Linked DNA regions of Danio rerio: regions 2 and 3 are each linked to region 1. A link is a contact called in public Hi-C and Micro-C data. All regions are on one chromosome and are shown on one strand. Each heading gives the region's core, a stretch centred on a gene start, on an enhancer-like site or on the middle of the called end of the contact. The rest is flanking DNA. Distances are from core to core; before and after follow the strand shown.

Region 1 (3,603 bases), core at 410-2,909:
CATCCTTTAGATGTTTTACATTTCTAAACATCCTCTGCATTTCCACCTGCAGCCCTGAGGTGGACACTGAGGATGCTCTAAAGCTCCTCATCCTGTTCTTAAGGACTGATATTTTATTCCATCTCAATAGTATACTATACTGCCATTACATATTAGCATTGACCACCTGCTTAATTATTTTTCTGTTCTGATCTCAAGCCTCGGCAAATAACTGAGAAAGCATCAATCTGAGGCCACATTTTTAAGATGTCATCATGTAGACTTCTTACAAAGTATTTTACAGTTTTTTTTTATTCAAAACACAAGACACTGAAGTAATTGGATACAAAAATTAGCCCATTTTCATAAACTCTATCAAATACAAATTACAAAATACTGCAAATTTAAAAATACATGTACCATAAATACTGCCCATCCCTGTTTATAACCACCTCCAACGATAGAGGGGGTCACAAGTCACTGGAATCGTCATTTTGGGGGTCGCGAGCTAAAAAGTTTGGGAACCCCTGGATAGAGTACAATGAACAAAGCTTAGTTCGAAATCCACATTGCAACAGTAGCCTCTAGTGGCTTCAAGATGTACTAACACCACAGTGTTATTCAATGGTCTGTTTAAATAACCCAGCTGGACTGTTTTGTCTCCAGTAGATGCGAGTAACTGTTATCTTCGTAAGATGAAATATGTTTATTAAATTACAAACATTTGCGCTGTGACTAATATATTGCATATGTGAGTCTTCACACAAATGTTCGGTCAAAATAACCGAGCATGAGAGCATCCACAGCCAGAGAAGACAAACAGGACAGACACGATCTGAAAATCTGAGCATTTCACCCGGACACCGACAGCAATCGTTTAACATCTGGATCTAGAGTTCCGCGGTGCGTTCATCGCGGATTTTCAGGTAAGAAATAAATGAACTTCTATGTAGTTTCATCGGTAAAATTCACCGGTAACTAGAAGTGAAACGCGATTTCACTGTAACGTTAGCGGTGTACATATTGTACGATCGAAATCAATCAATCCTGCAATTCAATACGTTATAAAACGGCAACTCGTTCTCGGTTTGATCAGTTAGATGGTCTGTTTATAAACATGAGACATTTGTACATTTACTAAAACTACTGGATTTGTTTGGATAGGGCCATTGTAGTATTTTGTCACATAATGCTTTCCGTCATGACTAGTTCGAGTCTGACTCCTTTCCGCGAATCGATTCTTTTGAACAGTTCTCTTTAATGAACCCTTTCAAAAATAGTAACAAATTTTCACAAACTTAGTTCTGTCCGACCATTACTTTACATCGAATCCACAAATTCATATAGATCTGTCACAATGATACATTTATAAACGTTTCAGCAATTGTTGCAGTCGTGATTCAGTTCTTAAACAAGACATTTCGAGCTAAACTTCGACGAATTTACTTTAAACAACTCTCTTTAGTGCGTGCACATAAAATGGTAACACATTCAATAAATAAACCTTTTCCAGTTCGTTTTTATCTCTGCTGTTAGTAATTAAAATGAACTTACATTTCCCGCCTCACATTCTCCGTGCATCGCAAACACTGTTATATATTAAGAAGATTCGATTCGAATGAATCATTTACTAGTCGGATTCGGACTTGGCTTCTGACGTCATATTCAAACGCCATCATATCTGGGTTTGTTTTGCTAGCTTGTAGCATCGCTAGACGTGATTTCACACTTTTTGGGGTTTCGCTTACCTGAGATGGTGCCCAGAAAAGTGGGTTTATGAGAAAAGGGCGTCACATGCCTCGACACACTAATGCTAACTATGCCAGACCAGGAGTGTCTCCAAAGTAAGTTCATATTTGATTGAGTTTTGCTCATGCTGCTAACTGTCAAAAGGAAAATGCAGGAGATTTTGTAAGTGGGTTTGTTGTTAATTATAATTATAAAATATTTTAACAAACTAAATTATATAAACAATGTACTATTCTCGATAAATACATACGACACGATAAAGTAAGAAGAAATACAATGAACAGATTTTTACATCAAACGTGTCACTATCTAAACACTGTCTGCCCACCTGTTCATTTAGTTGTTGTGTACTTTTCAGTATGCTTGTCGATCCCAGCGTTTTGTCATTTATAAAATTGGTAACGTCGGCACTTCATTTCACTCGTACTACGTATTTTCCAAAGTCATTATATTCATACGGAAACGTACTATACCTAAACATCTCCCTGATTCTAACCTTATATAGCCCAGTGCTCTTAGGTAAGTGTACTGTAGGTACACGTTAAGTACGCATACTGTAAATTAGTGCAACCATTACATTTAAAGATTAAGAAAGGTTTTCAAGTCTTATTTTATTTGGTATTCAGGGCTTGCAAAAATTTTTAAATCTCTGGTAGGCACTAGGCACTCTTCAGTTTTTTGTAGCCCGAACATAAAAAAAAACATATGTATATTTGTATGTATGTATGTATGTATGTATGAAGTCAGAATTATTAGCCCCCCTTTGAGTTTTTTTTTTTATATTTCCTAAATAATGTTTAATAGAGCAAGGAAATTTTTACAGTATGCCTGATCATATTTTTTTTCTTCTGGAGAAAGTCTTAATTAATAAATTCACTTTTCAGGATAAAGTCTCTAATTAACCAATTTAAGCCTTTAAATGTCACAGTATAAGTGTCCTGAAAAATATCTAGTCAAATATTATTCACTGTCATCATGGCAAAGATAAAATAAATCAGTTATTAGAAATGAGTTATTAAAACTATTACGTTTAGAAATGTGTTAAAAAAATCTGCTCTCCGTTTGGGGGAATTGGGGAAAAACATAAACAGGGTGTGTGTGTGTGTGTGTGTGTGTGTGTGTGTGTGTGTGTGTGTGTGTGTGTGTGTGTGTGTGTGTGTGTGTGTGTGTGTGTATATATATAATGGCATTTGTTATAGGCTATATGTCTTTGTTTTTGAAATAACCAAAAATAATATTTAACATTTTTATTTGATTAATGTTTTTTCATATAAGCAAAATGAACATTGTTTCAGGTTAGTTGAGTAATTGCTTAAAGATATATATTTAAATTCAGCATAGTTTAAACAGGCCTCATGTGAACACCATGATGTGAAACTGCTTGTTTAACCAAAAGACATGTCCTATTAAACTTCACAATTCTGAGGTAAGAAATGAATGCATGTTCGGTTATTTTTAAATTGTCCCTGAATAAAATTTCATGTTTTAAAAACCTTAGAAATTTTGTTGAAGTCATTATTTGGTGCTGAGGAAATGAAACATCTGTGGCGTGTGACAGCTAACAGAACAAATCCAGGTTTTTAGATTATGCTGCTATAGACAAGTTAAAGTGATTTTTAAGTAAAACACATATGATTACTAAATTTTAAACTTTGCTCAGGCTATTTCTGTATCTGAATCTTAAGTAAGAAAAAGTGGATTTATTGCTGCAGTATCAGCAGCACAGTATATACATAATTATCACATTTTTGAGTGGATGTAAAGGCATTGAAATATACTTTTACTCCCACCAACCTTTCGGGTTGGTTGAGATAGATTTTGTAGCCTGTCTGGAAAAAGCAAAGCCCCTGGATGTCGGCTACCAGATTTTGCAAG
Region 2 (3,603 bases), core at 612-3,111, 340 kb before region 1:
TTTTTAACCCCCTTAAAAATGTTTTATTTTTTTTTTTTCCCTGGCTACTGAACAAACCACTGTTATCCAATAACTTACTCTAATATCTTAACTTACCTAGTTAACATAACCTAGTTAAGCCTTTAAGTTGCATTTTAAGCTAAATACTAATAATAGTAGTGGTGTAACGCATCAAACCATTTTTTGGATCAGCAATAAAGGGAGGAGACAAGTGTCATTTGCTTTCCATTTATATAAAAATATTACAGCAAAAACTATTGGTTTTAAGAAACATAGAACCTGTCATTTTAATAAAAGGAACCAGCCTAAAAGAAAAGGAAAATACTAAATATGAAAAATGATCTTTGCTACTAGTTTACTTAGGCTTTGGCGGGGTATGCTTGTGTGTAAGTGCAAAACGCGCCTAAGGGACTGTTTCAAATGGATTTATTTATCAATCTTACTGTTCATTCAACACAAACTGTCGTAGTTTATTTAATACGCAAACCCCTCACGGCACAACAGCTGCGTACCTTCAGCAAACCTCCTAATTCCTGCAGCACGAGAGCTTTATGATTGTTTATGAGCGCCAAAAGTGGCTGATCTGACTGCGTGTCATCGCATCCCTAACTAAAGCGATGTAACTAGAGATATCTCCACTTTGCTGAGCGAGAGCGCTTACTGAACAGCACAGCATCAATGACGTAAGCGTGCCCAGGCCCGATTATAATGTGAGTGTGGGCCTGCGGGGGAGACAGGAAGGGGGTCAAGCGTGCTTTGTTTGAAGCAACTGTATATAGTGTGAGTACGGCCTTAGTGTAAACGGCCTAGGTGTGTATTTTCTGCGAGTGGGTTTGCAACTGGGGCTGGGCAGAGGATTGGCGAAGCGGCCTCTGCATTGTGTTGTCTATTGGCCATCGGCAATGGACGATGGCATCGTCTATCGACCCAACCCTAGTTTGTCGCCACCCACTGGTTACACAATGTTTTTGCAACAACATTCACCAGCATCAAGTTCCATTAAACAGTGATTTTAAGCTTTACCATAAACATCAGAGTATATACCTGATATATAAACTGTTCTTCCAGTACTTCTGTGTTATTTAATTGTTTGTAACGAACTGAAAAAGTGTAAAAACTTAATCTCTCTTGATCAAAAGCAGATTTAAATGCAGTGATTCGAAGGATTAAGAAACGTATGCAAATCATTATTATTCATGTTGCACGGGTTTGAATTGAGATCATAATCTTTAAACGTTTAAATGTACAGCTTACAATGAATGTATTAATGCAGGCTAAACAATGACAGAAAACACTTTTAAAAAAATCCTAAGAAAGCATATAGGTCCCACCAAAAATTTATACGTCATCATTATGTGTAGTACTCTATATAAATACGAAGCCAAAATTAATGAGTTACTAGAAATTAACTATTAAAACAATTTTGTTTAATAAGTCAATAAATTCAATTCACCTTTATTTGTATAGCGCTTTTACAATGTAGATTGTGTCAAAGAAGCTTCACATAAAAGATCATAGTAAATTGAAACAGTGTAGTTCAGTATTTAGTGTTTAAGTTTAGTTAAGTTCAGCTCAGTTCAGTATGGTATATTCGTCACTATTTAGGGCTTAAACACTAAGCAGCAAATCCATCGATGCGTAGCTCTACCGATCCCAAACCATGCAAGCTAGTGGTGACAGCAGAGAGGGAAAAAAAAACTTCAGGAAGCTGAACATCAGCGATAATATGTTAAAAAAAAAAAAAAAATTTCCAATAAATGTCGCTTGGAAAGTATATATTTTTTAATAAATAAAATTTCCCTAAAGACCTAATAGTTTGGACATATATACACCATTCTTATTTCTAAATAATCAAATAGAGCTACTTTCTATCCTGGTCCTGCAACTGCAAGCTCACATATTTTTTTTGTTTGGTGTCATCTTGGACACACTATTAGCTTTGATCTTAGAAGAGCTGCTCTACTGTGTGCCACCAGAAATATATTTGACTTTTGTGTGTCCAAGCCTCTCCGGTACTACTTGTTTGCAGACCTTGTAAAAATAAACCAAGATCCTAAAACCTTTTGATCCTGCTCACAAATGAGCAGCCTGCAACATCAAAACCAGATGCCAGGATATGTTACAGCAATAAAAGAAGTAGTTTCACTAGCTTGAATCACTGAACCCAGTAAGAGGCAGTTCAGGAGACAGGCCACTATGAAGCGCTGTTGCCTTTGAAATCATGCTGTTATGAAAGCAGTTACTATGGTACTTCACAAAAACACATACAGTACATTGTAACAGGCTTTCAAGAGCTTATAAAGATGAACTGCATTTTTCCCCTGACAAATCAATCCAACAATTAACATTCAGGGTTCTCCAATGTCAAACATACTACAAGCACTGATCAATCCCTTCTAATGAAACAGCTCTGTCTAAAAAAAACTCCCACATATCCTGTCATGCACACAGGCAATTTTTCTCTTCACACAGGATACAAAAAGCTGATAAAAGACATAGGAAAACAGGAATATGTACCTTTCTAAAAGTAGTATTTGTATTTTTGAGTTTCCTCAACCTCTTTCTTATCTACTTGCGTAATATCTGCTATCCCAAACCCTGTGCTCTCTTAGGAATGTCATTTTTCATTAATTGTGTGCTGTTCATCACCGATTGTGCATGAACATACGGAGCTAGTATGAGAAACAGACATTTCAGTCTTAATCTTATCAATACCCTGTGAACCTAAACATATCATCCATTGTTATAAAGCAACCCAATGTATGACATTCCAAAGAAAAAAAAAAGACAGTGATATCTTAAATCCTTAAATAAACCATGTCAATTTTTTGTGTAGGAACAGCTGATAATACTGAAGAAATGTAAACAGTTCACCCTGTCATCAACTACAAACATGAGATAATAATATGACCAGCAATGTTATATTAGTTAGTATTGATTACTATAGTTATTACTATTTTTGATATTATTATTATATGGATAAAAAGTATTGAACAAATAACCAAGGTAATCCATACTAGGGTTTAAAAATGTTCATTTCCCGCTAACATTTGAGTGCTGTTTAACACATTCTAAAACAGTGCTGTGGCTCGAAAGTCATCAGTTTACCGAACTCACACTTTTTACGGAGTGTAACCACAGATACAGGGACACTGGAACATTTTAAAGTCTTGATCCATCAGCGGATCCCTCGTATGTCAGCTTATAAACAAACCAGCTGATCGATGTGACTTTCGAAACGCTCCGGTGTCCCTGTATCTGTGTTTACACTCAGTAAACAGTGGTGAGTTGTCTCAACAGTGCTCAAATGTTAGCAAGAATGTTTTTTTAAATTTCAGTATTGATTGGTCAACCCTTATCCATACACATAAATAAAACAAAACTAATTAGATCAGAAAAACAAGTTATGTGTAAAAAAAAACTAAATGACACAAGGATAAAGTATGGAACACATGAAGAAAGGAAGGTGTAAAAAGGCATGGAAAGTTTAAACAGCAGCTGAAATCTTTCCTGCTTTAGTCCCAACACCTAGATTACCAGATGATGAAGATGAAACCAGTGTGGACATTTTAGCAAGACAATGACCCCCAAAACAGCCAAGGA
Region 3 (3,603 bases), core at 476-2,975, 280 kb before region 1:
AAATCATAAAAGGGGGGTATTGTCAGATTTGACTGAAAGTTTGTTGCAAGCTTCTCCGTAATCCAATCTGATACAAAGCACTACATGTTTCCTGTTAAATGTCATCAATGTTAGAATTCATTCATTTTCTTTTCGGCTTAGTCCCTTTATTAATCTGGGGTCGCCACAGCGGAATGAACCGGCAACTTATCCAGCACATGTTTTACGCAGCAGATGCCATTCCTGCTGCAACGCATTACTGGGAAACATCCCCACACTCTCATTCACATACATACACTACGGACAAGTTAGCTAACCCAATTCACCTATAGCGCATGTCTTTGAACTGTGAAGAAAACCGGAGCATCTCGAGGAACCTCAAGCGAACACGGGAAAAACATGGAAACTCCGCACAGAAATGCCAACTGATCCAGTCGAGGCTCAAACCAGCGACCATATTCATAATGTGTATGCACATATCACTTCTTCATAACATTTATTTAAAGGTCCTTGATTATAAAGTTACCTGGCTTGCGAAAAGAAAACATATTAATATATTATATTTAAATGTAAAACTTAACGATAAATGACAAGAGATTTTATGATGTCCATGAATCAGTTAAGACATTATTTATTATTATTATTTATAAATCTTACTTAAAACACATATAATACCATTTGCTTTAAACTAATACAATTTAACTTATACATAAACTGTATATCCTATACATTCATACACATTTTTACTGCACTTTTATGTGTCCATTTCATAATGTTTAGGCGCCTATGAGTTCTTCATAGTATTTATTTAATGGTTCTTGATTAAAAAGTTACTTATATTTAAATTTAAAATTTAACTTAACAGTAAATGACAGGACATTTTATTATGGCCATAAATCAGTAAAAACAATATTATTACTACTACTACTACTATTATTAATACTATTTACAAATACTAATTAAAGCACAATATAATTTGCTTTAAACTAATACAATTAAACTTATACATAAACTGTATAACCTATGCATTCACACACATTGTTTACTGCACTTTTATGTCTTTATTTCATAATGTTTACGCACATATAACTTTTTTTATAATATTTATTTAAAGATGCGTGATTATAAAGTTACCTGGCTTGAGAAAAGAAAAAAAATCATATATTATATTTAAACTTAAAATTTATGTTAACAGTAAATGACAGGACATTTTATAACGGCCATGAATCAATAAAGACATGGAGACTATAAATACTACTTAAAACACCAAGTAATTTAATTAATACAATTAAATAATCCTATAACCAATACATTCATACACACGTCTACTGCTCGTTTATGTTCATTATTTTAATGCTTATGTATGTAAAACAATGTTACCTGGTTAACAGTGTCACTTACCAGTCAGCAAAGACAACAAATGTATAGGAAACAATATTCAAATACATCAACAAAATGCTAATACGTACTTCTCAGGACATTCGCACCTGTTATACAGGAGCAAAGACGTATATCTTACCTTATAAAGCTGGTTTTGCCGGTAGAATATTGACCCACAAGGAGAACCATGGGTTTATTGTCAAAATCTGCATCCTCCAGCGCGGGTGAGTGAAACTCGTGGAATTTGTAGTGTTCCTCAAGAGGAAGCAGTTTGGTTTTGTAGAGCTTCTTGAGTCCTTCACTGACAGTCTGGAAGACCTCTGGATCTTTCTTCCTCCTGTCATCGGTACCCAACCAGCTGAACATGATGCAACTCTAATATATACAGCCTTTCTACAATATTTCTTTATTTACTTGGACAATTTTTCCACAAATACGCACAAACTCGCCGACTGTAGTGTTTTCGAATGAATGGATCTTTTCTGACGTCGACGTATTTTAAATGTCCATTGAAAATGTTCCCCTGTCTGCAGGCCACTCACGACACAAAATGCACAAAAGACTAAATCATAATTACAAAATGAAACTTATTACATAATATAATGCTGATATTTCACGATCAAAACATGGCCAGAGCGGCAGCCTTTAATTGAGGCTATTGTTGGAATAAAAGCGCGCGCCGCAACACTCGACAATGCCTCATTCAGCGACCGCGACAAATGTTGCAGTTGTGAAAGAGAAAAGAAAACGAGCGGCAAATCCTCCAGCAGAGCAGATTCAGTCACGTTGACAGGCGTTCACAGGCTTCCCACTGCCGCAGATTTAAATGCCAGTGCGCTGGAGAAACCCGACACCAGAGGAAATGTCCCACTGGCAAAGCCCCACCCAGAACACAAGAGCTCCAGTCAGGGATGCAGCGCCGTTGTAGCGGACGGTGATGGCTGGTACTGCTGCTGCTTTTTCTCCAGGGAGGTTTTTGTTTACATCATCAACATAATGATAAATGCATAAAATACAGTCCAGGGATGTTCTTTTCTGTATAACATGATATAATAATATACTATGCTTTCCACAAGATTTTTTTTTACATTATTACAAAGATAACTGCATAAGAATATACAAGGATGTCATTCTTATAAACATAACATTATCAACATAACATAACATAACATAACATAACATAACATAACATATCCAAAGTGGAATCTGAGTTTACATCATTATAGTGACTGGACATAAATCATACTTTGAATGTTATTTTTATGCATGCATTACATTTTATGATGCATTGCATTTAAATATGTGTTTAAAAATAAGACGTTTTGATCAATAGCTCTATAAAGGTTGACAAAGGTTAATAAGTGTGGTTGGAAATGTCCACCTAGTGGTAAGCCATTGTAGAGCAACAAACTTATAAAATTAAATAAATAAATAAATAAATAAATAAAGCATCTACATTTTCATATACATTGACATTGGGTTCTAATAGGAAGGCCCTATCACTCTGAAGGGATTAGGCCAGAGGGATGACCCCTTCTGAATTTAAGACGGTGTGTGACACCAAAAAAACTTTTAAAAGGATCTCGGCTGTAATGTTGTATCCTTGAAAATCCTTCATAAAAAAAAGGCCTTTTAAAGAGGGTAGTTTGAGCACTGATATCACAGGCATGATTGTTTTCACTCTAAAGTGCCCTTCAAAAGGTGAAATTTCTACTTTGAAACAAGCTGAAAGTCAGAGCCACCCCCCCCCCCCCCAAAGGGCCTAACTATTGTTAAAACTAAATGAAAAACAGTAAAGTATACACTTTTCAGTAGTAAACTTCAAACATTTGCCGTTTCTAAAAAAAATGTTCAAGATTTTACAAAAGGTTAATTGGTTATGTGATATAGTACATTTATAAAATCAAGTTAATCTCAAATTGGTGTTGATTGTAATAGCCTATAGGTCAAGAAAAAAATATAAGCTGGGACAAAAGGCATGAAGCATAACACAATAAATTAAATATACTTAAGGGAAAAAAAAACCCTGCAGAAACATTCAACAAAGGGAGAGTAAGGTTACAGTCTGATAAACTGATTCAGTCAGGAGCTTTATGCTAAAATTATATTTCCATAATGAAGAAATCTTAAATAAATGTCATTTTTGGTTGCCAAGAAAACAACACAAGAAACAGAAAACAAGATACTTAACTGTCATGTTAACACCTAATCATGTTTTATTGCCAGTATGCAAATAACAGTGTA

Evidence for each region. Hi-C and Micro-C count contacts between places; a contact is called where the count stands out from the background.
Region 2: a contact with region 1 is called in a Hi-C map of an unstated tissue, with 2.3 times the contacts expected there. The contact joins the enhancer-like site here to the promoter of angel2 in region 1. A contact is called at or near these places in 2 of 18 Hi-C or Micro-C datasets (caudal fin and an unstated tissue).
Region 3: a Micro-C map of caudal fin shows a contact between it and region 1, with 14 times the contacts expected there. The contact joins the promoter of ehd3 here to the promoter of angel2 in region 1. A contact is called at or near these places in 3 of 18 Hi-C or Micro-C datasets (caudal fin, hematopoietic stem cells and an unstated tissue) and 2 of 4 datasets of contacts at active chromatin or transcription factors (caudal fin and embryo).

What each region holds. Positions count from the first base shown.
Region 1 is chr20:41,204,508-41,208,110 of GRCz12tu, reverse strand. It overlaps angel2 (angel homolog 2 (Drosophila)), which reads left to right and starts at 1,659. Exons shown (of 9, transcript NM_001029960.1): 1 at 1,659-1,823. The coding sequence starts at 1,756.
Region 2 is chr20:41,547,704-41,551,306 of GRCz12tu, reverse strand. The region is part of intron 1 of ccl38a.3 (chemokine (C-C motif) ligand 38, duplicate 3); the gene reads right to left. Among named protein-coding and RNA genes, the nearest start is that of ccl38.6, 6.8 kb to the left of the region's middle. Within about 2 kb of position 1,861, at least 6 of the 62 cell types and tissues checked have an H3K27ac peak or open chromatin away from gene starts, as enhancers often do.
Region 3 is chr20:41,479,835-41,483,437 of GRCz12tu, reverse strand. ehd3 (EH-domain containing 3) reads right to left here and starts at 1,725. Exons shown (of 6, transcript NM_001045004.1): 1 at 1,499-1,725. The coding sequence starts at 1,725.